Linked DNA regions of Hordeum vulgare: region 2 is linked to region 1. A link is a contact called in public Hi-C data. All regions are on one chromosome and are shown on one strand. The core of a region is the stretch at or near the end of the contact, and the rest is flanking DNA. Distances in the headings are between cores, read along the strand shown. Region 1 has its middle 350 kb from the start of LOC123448430. Region 2 has its middle 280 kb from the start of LOC123448430.

Evidence for each region. A called contact is a pair of places that touch in the nucleus more often than the background predicts.
Region 2: a contact with region 1 is called in a Hi-C map of leaf, with 2.8 times the contacts expected there. The contact joins two enhancer-like sites. A contact is called at or near these places in 2 of 6 Hi-C or Micro-C datasets (leaf and seedling).

What each region holds. Positions count from the first base shown.
Region 1 is chr4H:228,375,594-228,378,478 of MorexV3_pseudomolecules_assembly, forward strand. No RefSeq gene overlaps it. Among protein-coding and RNA genes, the nearest start is that of LOC123448430, 350 kb to the right of the region's middle. Within about 2 kb of position 1,573, at least 1 of the 3 cell types and tissues checked has open chromatin away from gene starts, as enhancers often do. A contact at or near this core is called in leaf, where this site is marked.
Region 2 is chr4H:228,444,958-228,448,141 of MorexV3_pseudomolecules_assembly, forward strand. No RefSeq gene overlaps it. Among protein-coding and RNA genes, the nearest start is that of LOC123448430, 280 kb to the right of the region's middle. Within about 2 kb of position 1,809, at least 3 of the 3 cell types and tissues checked have open chromatin away from gene starts, as enhancers often do. A contact at or near this core is called in leaf, where this site is marked.

The sequences.
Region 1 (2,885 bases), core at 323-2,822:
CCACTGCGTTCTCATTTGGTGTGCGAGTTCGCTGGGCAATGCAAAATGGATGAACACCGGTGCATAAAAGTGTATGCGCACGCTCCATCTCCGGGATATAATACCATCCTTGAAACGAGGAATTGTCCTGCATAAAAAATTTACAAGCCGGAATAAGTGTGCTCATATAAAATAATATGCGTTAAGAAAATATATGGAACGGATAGCACCTGGTATTTTCTTTGTGTGTCCATAGTAGACGGAGAAACAGCTATGTGTATGTCCGTCGACCGGCTCTGTTTAAGTCAAACCGTGGCAGATCATCTGGCGAGTCTTTCTGACTGATCGGACTGTAGTCGTAAAATTTGTGTGATGGATATCCAGATGAACTTTGAACCACTCAAATCTCACAACAGCCATTTTTTTTCTTTTTTTTGAACAACTCTTTCTCCTCGGTCTTTTGTATAACAAACCCAAGCTATTAAACGCCGTTTGTTTGACCAACGCGTGACATAGTACGAAAGCGAATGGTTGTTACAACCGACGCGAGGCTCGGCCGGAGCAGCGACTTGATGGTGGAACCGTGCATGGTGGCGGCGTTGTCATGGAGTGGCTGCAGCCGGCGTGGCGTGGCACATGGCTTGGTGGCGGGCCGGCTTTTTGCAAGGTGCGACGCGGCGAGGGCATAGCAACGCGGCGACACGCGCGAGGCAAAGACAGCAGGGGCGAGTCGGCGTTGTGTGGTGGATCTATGGCAACAGGGGCGACTCACTGGTGACTTAGTGAGCGGGACGAGCTGGTCTAGGCGAGGAGGAGTGTGGCGACTCACAAGAGGAGGAGCGCAGCGTGGCCAGGTGAGGCGGACAGGGCCCTGTCGGCGCAGCACGGGAGCAGGCCCGATATGGGCGAGCGGAGGGGGGGCTGTTAGCGGACACATGGCGTAGCCCCGCGGTGGCGACGACAGCAGGTAGCGGCTCAGCGGGAGGCGAACGGAGCCGGGGCGACGGCTCTGGACCAGGTCAGGTCGCGGTCGATGGCCTACACAAGGCCAGGCGGAGATGGAGGCCTGTGGCAAGCCGGCGAGCTGGAGCCGCGGCGGCGGCGACTGCTGTGGCGAGGCGAGGTCGCGGCCCAGGGGAGGCGAGGCTATGGCGAAGGCGAAGTGCATGCGGGCGCGGCGGGTTCGAAGTGCACGGACACCAGCTGATTAGCCACGACGGATGGAGCTTGCATGGGCGCGTGGCTAGAGGTGCACCGTCGGCAACGAGGTGAAGTGGAGCCGGGCGAGGTGGTGTCCGACGGCACGGTGGCTCGAGGTACGATGGAGGCTCGAGACGCGGATGGCGGCCGGCACCACCGACGCTCAAGGTGCAACGACGACTTGAGGCGAGGTCAAGCTGGTGTACGGAGAGGCTCGGCCGCCTGCACAAGCGTCCTCTCTGGACTCCTCCACCCGATGCGATTTCTCCTCCCACTCATGAGAGGTGGATATGATGTGTATTTTGGTGGTGGATGGATGTATGCTTTCGTGATGGATGCATGGGTTGATGGATATGTGTCGTGGACATGGATGGATGTATGCTTTCGTGATGGATGCATGGGTTGATGGGTAGGTGCTGTGGACATGGATGAATGGGAGATGCCTAGTGGCTGGTATGGTGAGGCGCGGCAACGAGTCGGCGCAGCGGAGCGGCGAACCGCTGGGAGGCTGGAATGGATGCAAGGTCGAGCTTGCAGTACCGAGGTACAGACTGCGCAGCGCCGCGCAGGAAAAGGAGTTGCCAAGAAGGTTGTGCCTCATCCATCGGGCCGGCCGGAACCCTTGCTCCCTAATCCTAGGATCGGTCAGGAGATTGTTTTTGTTCCAATCCGTGTCTGCGTCCTTCTCCGTGTCCATCTCCACGTGGTGGTTTATTTTTTCATGGAGTTGACCTCTTGACAGCTTCCCCCTGATCAGTCTCGACGACGGCGCGCAAGTTGTCACCCTAATTTCTATTTCACTCAAATCTTATACTATACTATCAGTAGCTTCGACCGAAATTGTCACACGACAGGTTTATCTTGCGTCATCTTTCCGTGTTGGATAATCTTCCTTCGATCAATCATGAACTTCTCGATCCTTGAAATTTTTTTCCTTGAAGAACACAACATCACCGTACGATCGGCCCCACGGTGCGTGTCAAATTTCGTGGTTTCGTCACGGTATATGTCCTCGTGCAAGGACTTAGGTGTGAGGCCATCACAACCATGTGGCGGCTTGAGAGGGGTTGGTCAGAATCGAGAGACGCGAGTTTACCCAGGTTCGGCCCCTCCGATGAAGATAAAAGCCTACGTCATGCTTGTGTTTCATTGATGAAGATGATGATCCCTGATTATAAAGGTGCAGACTCATCACCTCTAATCTCTAATTGCTTAAACTTATCAATCTGTATAACTTAACTTGTCCCTCTTGGGACACCTTATCCCTCCTTATATAGGTGGAAGGGATAAGTTTACATGTAGAGTCCTACTAGGAATAGGAATAGGACTAGTCTCTCTTGAATCCTAATCCGCGTCTTGTTTCCTTTGTGAGGGAGTCTCTCCTCTTCCTGGGCCTTCTCTTGTGAGCCGACCCTCCTGGTCTCCCTATGAGCCGCCTTATGCGAGGTTGTACACCGGGCCTTGGGCCTTCGGCATTTATCTAAGTCGCCTGTAGGGTCAAGTATGAGTTCCCCGCCAGGTCACTGCTGAGTCGTCGGTGAGTCGCCAAGTCCATGGCGGGTCATACTTCAAGTCGGGTTACACTGCGGGGTATATACCCGACAAGAGATGTCACCTCAGTTTCTATGTCACCTCCATGTGCTCTTGTCATGGACCATTTGGAGCTTTAGGTGTTGACGATGTATCCATGGGGATACCATGTGATG
Region 2 (3,184 bases), core at 559-3,058, 70 kb after region 1:
CCCACTGGCACTATGTGGGTGACAAATGGGACCGGGGCTCATTGTCACGTTAGGAAAACAAATGGGAAAGGGGCCGATGGCGGGATTCCAACCTGGGTCTCCCCCATGGATGAGTGGGCACTCCACCACTGCGCTAGGAGGGAGTGTCCCGAACAAAAGCTCCCCGCCTATTAGAGGACGCGTCCGTGGGCAGCGCCGGCTCCCCGCCATGGCCTCGTCGCCAAGCCTGTCTTCCTCGCGGCCGGCTGCTGCAGCTGCTGTCGGAACTTGTTGTTGATGAAGTCGTCCGCCCTCTCGTCCACGCACGCGGCCTCCGGCGGCCCCACGTCCGGCCGCCTCGCCTCCGTCAGCACCGAGGGAGCCCTCGGCGCGTGCTGCACCAGCCGAGCCGGCGCCGGCACCGGGCGCGCTCCAGCCTCCTCACCTCGGCCGTGACCACCAAAACCTTATCTTAACAGAAGGATCTCGGGTGGAATACTCCAAAACACGAGGTTTTTTTTATAAGAACGAAACGTTTTCCTGGTTAGTCACTTAAAGAGGGACGGCGGGTTAATTACTTGAAAATACAGGGCCTTTTTTGTAAAATATCCACGACGTACGGCAGAAACAGTCGCTGCTTTATTATTATAAGTCATTACTTGCCAAATATGGCAGCTGCCAGGTCTAGCCATGTCCAGATTTGGGCACCTTCCTAAAATGGCAATTACTCAAAACAAAGAAAAAAGGCGCTAGAACAAAATAAGAAAAAGGGGGGCCCACTGGCATTATGTGGGCAACAAGTGGGTCCGGCGCTCATTGTCAGGTTAGGAAAACAAATTGGAAAAGGGGCCGCTGTCAGGATTCGAACCTGGGACGGAGTGTCCTGAACAAAAGAGGCGTCGGTTTTGTTTTTGTGCTAGTCCCTAGCTTTCTTCTACCTCAAGCAGGAGAAGGACAACGACGTGTTGGCGGCACCGGCGGCAACCACCGGAGTTGGAATTCACCGGCGGGGCTACGGGATTTCCTGGGGATTCCATTCACGGCTTTGGAGTGGCTGCCTGGCGCAGGGGTTAGAGGAAGTCGGGGTGCTCGAGCTCTAGCTCTTACTCGGCTCAGGGCCATGGCGAGGCACGTGAGGTATGGAGGGTGTGTGGCGAGGCAATAGGGGAGAAGGCGAACTGCCTACATGCGCGGGACAAGACACGACGCGCGGGGAGCAAGAACTAGCATGCAAAAAAAATTAGTACGAGTACACTGTCTCTCCGACCGAGCATCGAGGACACGAGATTGACATGGAAGGAACGACACGCACATGATGTGAAAAACGATGAGGATGAGCGGAATGGAAGAAGGGGTATACGTCCCGTACCTAGGACATGGAAAGATGACATAGGGAACGACGGTGCGACGGCGACGAGGCGACGAACTCAGCGGGTCTTCATGTCCGTGAAGTAGAGGAAGAAGAGTCTCCGGACGATGATGATCTACAGCCTTGGCACTTCCTTGGATGTCGGTGAAGAATATTCCTTCCCGCGACACGAGAGCGCCAGATGCGCGACGAGGAGGTCACCATGAGAGCAAGCACAAGGTTTGCCGGAGCATGGCGGGAATGTCTGTGGCTATGGCATGGGATAGGCTTACCTGCGGCGGCAGGGTGAGGAGAAGGGTGGAATGGGATGAGGGGTTCTAGGGTTAGGTCTAGGACAGCTGTTATAGGTTTCTATGGACATCGACGGCCTTCAAATCAGAGAGTTCGTCGACGTGGCATTCCCTGATGGGAGTGGTACAAGTTGAAGACGAGCACAGCTATGCACGTGGGTGGTTGGGCTGGCTTGAGGCAAATGAGTTGGCTGCGATGCATGCGTGTTGGGCCAGGGAAGGCAAGGAGGAGAGGCCCAGGTGGGCTGGATCTCTCTCACACTCGGAAACAAAGGGTTTTATTTTAAATTAAAATGGCAATAAGAATTAAAATTCCATGGAGTTTGAAAGAGAATTTATGAGAAACAAAAATAGGTTGGCACTCACAAAAATAAGCTCCATTAACAAAAAATAGTTTGGGAATTTTTAGAGCAAATAAACTAATCACATAACTTTAATATAGGAATCTATTTTGCAAGATTCAAAAGGCAATTATCGCACAACATGGTTGAGAGCTAATTTTGAAATGTTTGTCAGATTATTTAGAAGAAGTGGAACATTTTTTTGAGTGGAAAAGGGCAAGTAAAATCACCACATATGTAGCATTGGAATTAAAAGGGTTTTTAGGCATAGTTTTTAAAGGGGTTTGGGAGAGCATCCACTCACACAAACTGACTTGCAAGCACACCTCTCCACACATACACTCACACCACCACAAGCACACAAGCTTATGATGCAACACATAATTTATGTGATGATGCCATGATGCATAAAAGAATGATATGAAACAAATTTATTAAACCCAACACACATGAGAGCAAACATGGAGGTCATACATGAATATATTATAAAGGTTACAAGGGAATGCACTTGGGCTGTTACAACTCTCCCACAATACAAGAGGATCTTGACCCAAGATCTAGGATTGAAAGAACTCTGGATATCGAGAACGGAGAAGGTCCTCGCATTCCCAACTGGTTTCTTTTTCGGAATTGTGTGTCCATTTAACTTTGAGGAATTTGATAGACTTGTTGCGACTACTGTGATCGGTCTCTTCAAGAATAGCAACTGGATCCTCATGATAGGAAAGGTCTCTCTAGAGATAAATGTCTTGGAAGTTAACGGTGCGCTAGGGAGTCTAGAAACACCTCCGAAGCTGAGAGACGTGAAACACATCATGCACATTGAAGAAATTGGGTGGAAGATCTAGCTGATAAGCAAGGTCACCTCTTGGCCAATAACTTTGAAAGGACCCACAAAGCATGGAGCAAGATTTCCTTTGATGCCAAAGCGTTGAATGCCCTTCATTGGAGACACCCTGAGATAGACCAAATCATCGATCATAAAAGTCATGTCATGATGCTTGCTATCATAATAGCTCTTCTGATGGGATTGAGCAGCTTTGAGATTATCCCGAACGACATGGCACATTTCTTCTACTTCAGTGATCATGTCATTCCCTAGAATCTGACACTCACCAGTTTCTAACCAATTGAGCGGGGTACGACACTTCCTTCCATATAGAATCTCGGAAGGGCCTTGCCTGAACTTGCTTGACAACTCTTGT